2 separate regions of the Hordeum vulgare genome follow, and region 1 is linked to region 2. Evidence: chromatin contacts called from public Hi-C data. All regions are on one chromosome and are shown on one strand. The core of a region is the stretch at or near the end of the contact, and the rest is flanking DNA. Distances in the headings are between cores, read along the strand shown. Region 1 has its middle 120 kb from the start of LOC123450598. Region 2 holds the start of LOC123446576 (senescence associated gene 20-like).

The links. Hi-C and Micro-C count contacts between places; a contact is called where the count stands out from the background.
Region 1: a Hi-C map of seedling shows a contact between it and region 2, with 4 times the contacts expected there. The contact joins the enhancer-like site here to the promoter of LOC123446576 in region 2. A contact is called at or near these places in 2 of 6 Hi-C or Micro-C datasets (leaf and seedling).

The regions. Positions count from the first base shown.
Region 1 is chr4H:441,159,355-441,165,129 of MorexV3_pseudomolecules_assembly, forward strand. No RefSeq gene overlaps it. Among protein-coding and RNA genes, the nearest start is that of LOC123450598, 120 kb to the right of the region's middle. Within about 2 kb of position 2,762, at least 3 of the 3 cell types and tissues checked have open chromatin away from gene starts, as enhancers often do. A contact at or near this core is called in leaf and seedling, where this site is marked.
Region 2 is chr4H:440,930,490-440,935,571 of MorexV3_pseudomolecules_assembly, forward strand. It overlaps LOC123446576 (senescence associated gene 20-like), which reads left to right and starts at 3,085. Exons shown (of 1, transcript XM_045123152.1): 1 at 3,085-4,080. The coding sequence starts at 3,412. The coding sequence ends at 3,828.

The DNA.
Region 1 (5,775 bases), core at 1,512-4,011, 230 kb after region 2:
ACATACATTTGAAAAAGTGTTAATCGTGTATTTGACAAAAATTTAAACGTGTGTAAAAACAATTGATCATGAAATAGAAATAATGAACACTAGTTATGAAAAGAATAGACATGTGTTAACAAAAATAAACAAAAGATAAATAAAAATAAAAACAAACATCCGAATAAAACAGTGGAAAGTGAAGAAAAAGATAAAAAGAAACCAGAAAACCAAAGGAAAACCCGAAGATAAATTAAAGAAAACCGATGCAACACAGTGAAAAAAGTCAGGACAAAAACTCGCGTGCAAGTTATTACGTTATGCTACGGACAATACATAGCCTTGTTGCAGTGACATATTCCATTACAGGGGAAGTATCAGGTACTCTCATCCCTGGGTTACACCACATGCTTCAAGTTCAAAAAAGTATTCATAAATGTTTTCAAAAATTCTGGAAGAAATGTGAATGTTCGCAAGAAATGTAACTGGAATCCCTAACAAATTTAGGCCCAAACTCGAAATGCATGTTAAGAGACAAATAGTGAAATCTAGCATGAATAGCGTAAAAACGACAAAATCCTCATTGACAATGGTTACATCAGAATATGACATTTTTGTTTCTCAGTGTACATTTCGAGTTTGGACCTACAATTTCTAGGGGTTGTAGCCACATTTCTTGTGAACATTCATATTTTTTATAAACATTTAAGAATTTTCTTTTTGAACTTGGCGTACTACAAGTACCCCAAGAATGGGAGTAGCAACTATTTCAAAAATGCTACATGTACGGAAACTTTTTACAGGAGTTTTACGGACTGGTCTTTCTCCTCACTAATCTCCTCCCCTGATTCTTGGGGTGGGGCCCGCTTTATCTTGATCACCAATCAATACATTCCACCTTAGCTCAGCCCGTAAAACTCGTGTAAAATTCCTGTACGTGTAGCACTGCTCCAACTATTTTGCCCTTTGGCGTAATGGAATACAATGTGTTGTTTCAAGAAAAGGAAAAACTCAGACATACCGGGATAACTCGCAGATAGGAGACACGTAGCATCCAGCTTCTCGACTAGAGCTAGGCACAATGATTTGTGCTGCTGAGCCTTGACACCTGTCCTAGCCACCGTATGCGCTCCATCAGTTTCAATCATAGGCCCTGTTTGGATACTCTAACTCGGTTAGAGGTTAGAGTTAGATTCTAACCCTGGACTAACCCTAAACTAACTCTAACCAAAGAGGTGTTTGGATGAAAGGGTTAGATTGTCAATAAATGCACCTTTTCCAATCATTTGACTCCTTTATCAATGATTTGGTGTGGTGGAGGTAGAGAGAAAAGTAACTTTTTATGGGCCCAACCCAACTCTAACCCAAATAAGTATCTCTTAGGTGGGTTAGCTTTTTTGGATGGGTTAGATGCATGTAACCAACTCTAACCTTCCTGTTTGGATGTTTAGGGGTTAGATTGGTCCAATCTAACCAACTCTAACTCTAACTCATGGATCCAAATAGGGTCATAGAGTATGTGCACAAAGAGTTTTGTCTATCAAGGGCTACTACTGGTACTTGTAGCCAGTAAAAAGAGGGCAATTGCTGAGCAGTGAGCCAGTAACAGCACGTACGTGCAGGCCCGAGCGAGGGCACCATATCATGAAGCAGGCAACGCCCATTATTGTTGCTCAAGATAAGCAAGTAGGAGTAGCTACGTATGCTATGCTACGTATCAAGGCACTGTTCCAGCGGTGGCAGAAAGATAGAGCACTGTAGGGTGGCACAGTGGGTGACTGACGAGAGGAACTGTGGCCGTGGTGCCTGTGTATCGCCGTGTCGAGTGTCCAACCATTGCCCGTCCATGCTGCCTCGCCTCCCGGCCGTTACGTAGACTACTCACCATCAAATACGTACTACTCCCTCCATTCCTAAATATAAGACCTTATACAAATTTCATTATAGACTTCATACGAAACAAAATGAGTAAATCTATATTTTAAAATATGTCTATATACATCCGTATATAGTTCATAGTGCAATCTCTACAAGGTCTTATATTTAAGAACGAAGGGAGTAGCACAGTACTTAGGCACATTGGTTATCCCCTTCCCCTGTCGCTTCTGTCTCGGACTCTCTCGAACGATCTTATATATTTCGCCAGTTCCAACATGCATCACGAATTCTGCAACTCTTGACTTCTTGAGCGATCCAGCTTGCTCAAAACGGTTAGAAATGACAATAGTAGTAGTAGTACGACTTACGAGGGAAAGCAGCAATAGGCCCATCATCAAATCAAAATCAGCATACACCGTCTGTCTGTCACTCGCTCGTTATATGGTTCGTGGAGCCAATCAGGCTGCGGCTTTTTTTCTTCTTTCGAAACGGAATCAGGCTGCGGCTTTTGATTCCGATACTGCAAGAGGACAAGTAGAATAATCTCCCATCTTTCTGGCCGCCGTGCGAAAACTTTCAGGACAGGCTCCATACTCTGCCTCTCCTGTCCTTGAGACGACAACGATTTGACGAAACGACCTCTGCAATTAACAGCTGTAAAGCCAAGTGCGGCTCCTGTCCTTGAGTACTGTATTTGTATGGTCTTGTTGCAATTGTTTTAGCCACGGTATCCAAAACAGATGCCCGCCCAGAGTGGACACACCCAAACGCAACCTGCTGTCCTGATCAGCCAGCCACATCGGCGTACGTACTACTACTTGGAGCACGGCTTAACAATGGGCCTGAAGATTGTTCATCACGGCAAAGCTCCAACTGAATTGACGTTGGTTGGTTGGTGGCACCAAATCTGAGGACAGGGGCCCAAATTCCCAGCATCATCCAACAGGAATTCAGCGGCTTTGTCATCGTTCGGCCGTGCTCTCGCCGCTCACCACACGACACCGACAGCGAATCAGCTTCTCCAGGGAACTGTCCGCCGGTTCCCCGATGGTTCCGCTCGGGTTTCTTTTCTTTTCTTGCGCGGAATGCAAGCGTAGCGCCAAATTCGAACAAACTTTTCAACCGAAAACCGAACTTGCAACGAAGCCACCAACGACTTTTCTTTTGCGGCAAAAAGGTCCGTCTGACGTCTCACCGCATCCCTCACCAAGGAATTTCCACAGTTCGGCCTAGGTTGTGAATTAGGATAACCCGGCGCATATATGCTTGCTGGAATTTCTGTGCTTGCTAGTGCCGGATATGTTCTTGGATAAGTAGATAGGTTAACCGCTATGCATACATAATTTGACGCCCTTTTGTCAAGCGAGAACGATAAACACGAGGGAGCAAAAGAAGAAGTTTAGAACAAAAATGTACTTATAAACCATATTCACCTGACGTGTAAAATGGAGTGACATTCTTGTTTCAAAAAATAAAATGGAGTGACATCCGGTCGGTGCTCGAACATTTCTGGTGGAAACGGAGCATATTTGCCTCTACGCCGTACGCGGCGGCAAGTGATCCACTGCTCATCAAGAGATTATAAATACTAGTTGAACACCCGTTGCTTATCTGCACGCATGGATCGCGTCATTTCACGCCTTTCCGCGGTTCCTCGCTGACCAGTTGGAGCATATATGCGTTCGACAAAAGGTGAAGCATACGTCGTCTCTTAGTCTATTAAGACTCTTTTTTTTTTATATGTATCCAGACTCTATCAATTGCACATTAGCTCTGCGTGCTTATTAGTCATTAGTTAGTCATCATCTGGAGAGATTTCATCTACAGAATCGATTCGTCCCCTTTCTGTTACACTGGTGTCCGTTAGGGTGTGGTAACCAAATGCTAGTTTGATCGCCGGATCAACTTCTGCCGGTCGAAGAAAACTTTGCCACTGTTGAGTTCCCGCAGATGAAGAAAAAGCACAGTGCTACGTTATGGTAACAAAACTGGAATCTGTTCTCAATAAATAAATAAAAAGGGATATGTGTAAGTTTGTATGATCAGTGTATCTTCTGTTTTTATCTGTTTTTTAACATAATAAAAAGTGGTGAAGAAAATTAACACCTAGTTGTACACATGAAAGTTTACAAGAATGAGAAAAAATCGTTTTTTAACACCACTAGTAGTAATTGTGTGCGTGCATAGCTCGTTACTCTTTCCAACCACGTACATAGGGTGTGTAATAAAAAAAAATATTCCAAATATATTAGTCACCATACGTGTAAGGAGCTCCTCATTCCTCATGATAGTTAATTTTCATTTTACATGCACTACACCTCGACACTCAAAACAGCGTCAAACAATCTGTCGGCATAAGTCACCTAAGGCGACACACTTTGTGTCGGCAAAGACCTTTTCCGACAGGTTCTGTCGGAAAAGGTCTTTACCGACAAATATAATCATACTGACAAAAAAGTATAACAACATTGGTGAGATCTATGCCAACAGACATTTATACACCGACAGACTAAGTTGTGCCGACAGATCATCAGACAGTGTGCTATGCTGGCAAATCGTGTGACATCCATTGCTACGCCGACAGTTTGTGTGTTCGTGCACTATACTTACACATAGTGTGACGTCCAATACGTTTGCCGACACATTTATTGCAAGGGTCCTACATTTCAGCAAAAATGCAAATGTATCATATTTTGAATGAAATTGCATTCATGATATTCAACTCATGTTCAATACGGAATACATATACAAAGAATTGCACTCTTGTATTCACCACAAGACACCATTGATCAATACATTTATATGCAACATATAGAAGATTCATTAGTTATCTTCACTCAAGTTAGCTACAACCACTAAGGAAATACATAGGGCAACATACAAGCTATACCCAATTACACAATATTGGATAAGTTCATAAGAGACTCATGTTCGGTCACTATACAAATCACTATGGAACAGTCCAAGTCTTTATTCATCGAACCAACAACAACTTCCATATGATGAAAATAGGTCGACCATGCATGCCATGAACATAAGCCATAACATCTACGACTTGATACTTTTTGCCATTTGACCCTGCAAAATCACTCATATGTTTCAACAAATATTATCATAGTAGCATTTGTTCAAACTTCTAAGTTGCTCTTGAGTACGAAAATCCAAAAATAGAAGATATACAACAAGGTGGCTTGCTTAAATAAAAAGTAAACAAATACTTTATTGCACAACCGGCTCGTGCAATGTTGCTCGAGATCATTAAATGGTAAAGCATGACACTGAATCAAACTACACATTTTTTCTTCATATTACATAGTACACATAGAATCAAGCTATCATGTAAATGCTTGAAGTAATAGATTATCCTCCTTTCGATTTGATGGTCTCACGCATCATCGATTTTAGTCCGATACAAACTCTTTAATAGTCTGATGAATCATCTATCTATATTGATATTACAAACTAGTGTATATGTGTGTAATGGTAGAAAAGAAGACGCATGTCAAGAAAATTACGTAATAAGTTAACACACGCAGCGGCAACAAAATAAGATTATGTGATGAGTTAACACAGGGCAACAACAAAACGAAGTTGAAACAACCATCAATTTCTAGATCTTTGCACAACTCCAAGGAGCAGCAAGATAATAAGAATCCGAGCCCGGGCATGAACATTAAAATCGTAAAAGATAGAAAAATAGTTCGAAAATTTCCGAATTTGTTTTGGTGAAAGATGCATGAATGAGCGATGTTCGTGCTAAATTTGAGATGATTTGGACATGTGAGAAGCTCTCAGCAAAAAAAGACAAAATTGTGGGCTCTGAAAAACTTTAATGTTTTGTACAATGATGATATGAACCCTGAAGCAATAACAACAATCTTAGATGATATGAACCCTGAAGCAATAACAACAATCTTA
Region 2 (5,082 bases), core at 1,835-4,334:
ATGCAATGCGCCTTAAACCCTGTGTGTTGTGGAAATGCACGCAAACTTAACCGTGTCTTCTAAATGGTGACGAAGGGAGTACCTCTATGTTACTATCCATTATGAAGGTATTAACTTAGACTAGTAACATACTCTCTCCGTCCACAAATAAGTGTACATATAGATTAGTACTTAGTCAAACTTTTTAAAATTTGACCAACTTTATAGAAAATAGCAACATATATGGCATGAAAATGATATATTTAGAAACGTCACGTAAAGACAAATCTATTGATACTAATTTAATGTCATAAATGTTAGCACTTTTTTAATAAAGTTAGTCAAAGTTTAACTAGTTTGACTGGCCGAAAAGAAAAAAAGTACACTTATTACCGGACGGAGGGAGTATGTATGTTACTCCCTCCATCACGGTTTAGAAGACACGCTTGGAAAATCTCTGGAACCAAGGTAGTCACCTATTGGTTGTGAGATGTAGCAGGTGTAGATGCTAATGCGCCTAATCAACTGAGAAAATACTAGTAGTACTAATGCGTGAGCAGCAAATTGGAAGGGCGTATGCATAAGTAGTACTAGTACTAATTAATAAGAGTAATTGCTTTCGTGCCTTAAATTTTATCTATTTTGAAAACGCATGTAAGTTTAACCGTGCCTTCTAAGAGGGTGCTTGGATCCAAGGGACTAACACTAGTCTGACTAAAAATAAGTTTCAAGCACCCCTGACTAAAAAGAGGCTAAAACTAGTCTTGAGGCTAAAATCTTTTAGTCAGTGGTACCCCTACTAAAATGTGGATTAGTCCTCTCTCTCTCCTCATTTAACTCCTCTCTTTTAACACATGCGAGTTTTTGATTGGAGGGTTTGAAGGATAATAAATGCTCATTTATTTGATTTTAGTTTCTTTAGTATTTGGATCCAAGCATGGGTGAGGCTAACAAGTTTTAGTCCCACTACTTTTAGTCATGAGACTAAAACGTATCCAAACATTCTCTAAACCGTGACGGAGGAAGTAGAGTACTATGTTACTCTCTATTATGAGTAGTGTAAGCAAATGCTCCGAGAGCTATCCATGCATTTTTCTTCGTTGCAACGCACGAACATCTTTACTATGAAAACCAAAGAACGGATGTTTGATTGTACATTTAAAATAAATTTTATGTCAACGCTATTTATATTCGATGCCAACATTTGTTATTTATATGCGATAATGGTTTGTGTGATCGACGCGCATGATTTTGCATGGATTTAAGAGTCCGAACTTAAGATATATGAACGGGGGAACGAAATATCCAAATGCGTTCTCGGATATATAGGAGGCCGAATTTATCTAGTCTTTGTAGATGGTTTTGATACCCAAATATCTATATCAGTACCTTGTTTAAAAAAATATTTTTATCAGTACAAGAGCAGAGTTGACGTGGCAAATTAGAGTCCAGATCAGATCATGTTGATTATCCACACGGACACGGTGAAGGTGAGCGCTGGCGAGGTGAAAGGCCAAAGGTAAGCAAAGAACGAAAGCGGGCTAGTGGGTGGTTTGATTTGTGCTACTGCCACGCTGAGATGGATGTCTACTTGGCTACTTGCGTGGTAAGAAGAGGAAGAACAGTCAAAGAACTACTTTGACTACTGTTTGTACATTTGGCTGTAAGCAAATGCTCCGAGAGCTATCCATGCATGCCCAGACGTGGTGCTCGTCTAACTGGAGTTGTAGTATACCCATTCTCCGCCTGAGGCCTCGTTTGGCACGAAGAGATTTAACAGGTTTTGAGAGGAAAATCCTTGAAAGGGTCAAAAACCCCACAAAACCTCGGACGTTTATTTGATAAGAGGGGTTTGCTTAACCGAATCCCTTCCGTTTCCCTTTAATCCCTTTCTATTAATGTGTTTCAGGATCTTTTTCAGAGACTGATGGAAGCAAAACCCCAAAGGTTTAAAAGAATTGGGTGAAAGAAAGGGATTCACCAAATCTCCTTAAATCCCCTCCTCTTCAAACCTCCCAAATTCACTTCTACCAAACAAAGCCTGAAGATTTTGCTGCATCATGAGCACGCACCAACCAACCAATGTATCGAACTCGGTGCTTTTAATACTCTTTTGCTCCTCCTCCTTTCCTCCAACAGAATTCATTATTCCCTGGTGCGGTGATACTGCCGGTACGTGCTCTCGGCCAGTCCGGTGGCGACTGACGTCTCTGCCCGGGCCTCCCCCGATTGCCACGCCCCCGGCAGACGACAAACCATGCTGCCTAAAAGACGCCGCATTATTGCGAGTATTGTACTGCTCCTACTGTGCCATGCCGTAGTACAGTACGTATCATGCATGCATGCCAGAGCGTACGTGCGTGCGTATACCCCCTACTCAAGATGCAAGCGCAGGGATTGGATTGGATCGGATCGGATCGGATCGGATCGGACTGATGGGTGCAAATGGTGCCGCGCGCACGGTACTACCAGACACAGGACACGCGCGCGAGCGATCACCCATCCTTCGAAAAAGGATCACTTTCCTCGGTCCTTCCCTGAGACACCGACCTCTGCTCGTGGCTACCGAGCGAGCGACAGCTACCACGAAGTTCACCGCCCCGGAGGCGGGGCCTCTGCCTTCTGACAAGTGACGGCTCACGGAGTATTTGTTTGCATTTTGTGCGCGGTGATTTTGTTTTCTTTCAAGGCAGCAAGCAAGGCTCACCATTTTATTTTGTTATTTCTCCACCGTCGAAGCTTGTACCCGCAGATTGTTACGCAACAGTGGTTGTTGTACAACATTATGGATAATGGATTACAACTGGCCAACTATTGCAGTCTTGTCCAATGGTCCTCTGGAGTCTGGACTCCACAATGAAGTACTCCATCGCACCCAGACACGGACTTCACGCAGCTAGCGTTTGCACCCTATCTTGCACTAAGCCGGAAAAAAACCACGCATGTTACGGTTCCTAAAACTTGGCCACGACGACAGAAGTTAGCATGACAGAGAGTCGCTAATAGCCACGCTTCAAAAACGCGCCCCAGGATAGGCTAGCAGTAGCAGCGCGCGCGGCCTATAAAAGCTGCTCCGCGCGCCGCTAAACCCTTCACCCCTCTCTCCCGCTTCCACCTCCAAGCTCTCAATCACAATCCATCGCCTCGCTTCTCAACAGGCTTCTTCCTCTTCTTGAAGCGGCGGAGACCGGAGCCTACGCGGGGGCTTCGCGGCAGGAGCTGGCTAACCATCAGCAGCCCCACGCGGCGGCGCCGGCGCCGCACGACACGGACGCGGAGCTGGCCGGCGGTGGGGAGACGGAGGAGCAGCGCGGCAAGTTCCTCGTGCTGCGCCTCTACGAGGCGCTCAACGCCCGCGACGCGCGCCGGGCGCAGGACCTGCTGGCCCCGGACCTCGAGTGGTGGTTCCATGGCCCGCCCGCGCACCAGCACATGATGCGCCTCCTCACCGGCGCCGGCACCAACGACGAGTTCAGGTTCTGCCCTCGCTCCGTCGACGCCTTCGGCTCCACCGTCGTCGCCGAGGGGAGCGCCGACGGCGCCGGCCAGCTCCTCTACTGGGTGCACGCCTGGACCGTCGGGCCCGATGGGGTGATCACCCAGCTCAGGGAGTACTTCAACACCGACCTCACCGTCACACGCCTCTCCGCCGCGGCGGCCACCAAGAACGCCAGCGCGAGCTCTCCTACCCACTCCTCATCTTCTTCTACCTCTTCCTCCCCCTCCTCGTCTACGTCCTCGGGCCTCTCCTCGCCGGCGCACACACCCAAGTGGCCCAAGTGCTTGTGGCAGAGCCGCCGCACCGACCGCGCGCGCAAGTCGCTGCCGGGCCTCGTCCTCGCCATCTAAGAACAGAGCCTACCATTGAGTAAGCTGCAAGTTAAGGTCTTGGCGTATGGGCTGCTGAACTCAACTGCCTGCGACCTGCGTGCGAGTAGAGTAATCAGGGATCCCACACTTCCACCACAACCACTATCGCTTTGCGTGCTTGATTACCAGTGTGATTTATTTGGTCTAAATCATGGATTATGATGTGTACTACTACTGCGGCAATGGCTTGCTATTGCGGCTGAATAAAAGTATAATGTATTGGACCCTTAAGCAATGTGTGATGAGTCACCTCCATTTCTTTTTTTCTGTCTTTCCTGTTTCCTTGGTGCCATGAGTGACCGGTCCGGTCTTCAAATGAAGCGAGTGACTCCTGTTTAATTTTATTTCACCACAGATTGAAAACTAATTGAGTCAGCAATTGTTGTTTCCGTAAGAGTGGCACCTCTCATGTATTCTTGGCAAAAAATGCATACGTTGGGGACAAATCAAAGCATGCACGAAAACAAAAGTCTGGATAAACCGAGTACACGGATGCAGAGATTCATACCAGAGTAACGGAAAGTCTCCCGCATCCCGGCGGGAAAAGTTCAGGGTGTTGCTTTCAACGTAGCACACACCAAACAAATCCTTGATGTGAAGTTTGCTGGATTCCCGATGGCACTTGAGGAACACAACAAGTCTGGAATTTCCTCTTTTCTTTTCCAACTGAACTGTCCGTTTCCAATTATTTCTGACGTGTAAAAGGTGGTTGACCCACAAAAAAAAAAAAAACGTCTGGGTTTTCGTTTTGGATCTTCTTCTTTTCTTTTCCTGGGGCCTTGCCTTTGCTTGCAAACTGGGGCATCTGAACTTGCTGTTGGAGAGCACTTCAGGCTTTCAGCACCTTTAGTATAAAGGAGCAGACTTAAGAAAATCCAACAAGTTATACTTTACTTCATCTGAGAAAAGTTCAGGATTTCACTGGCCACACCAGACGCACATAAGCTTTTTGATCTTCGGCTGTGTGATGTGCGTGACAGCATGCCATCACATAATCTGATATGGTAGCTGTTCTCTCGGCAATGAGATGAGATCGATGGGCATTCTGGAACTGGAGGTCTGAAACATGTGCCCTGTTCGACTGAACTTTCACACTCATATGCATGTACCTATCTGAATTATTAGCCGCTGAAATTTTAACGGCGAGCCGGAGAAGCAGTACCCACGAACCAGCGAACTTGCCTTTCGGAGTCGACGTCGGTATGCATGCGCTTTTATTAGGTATACTTGTAT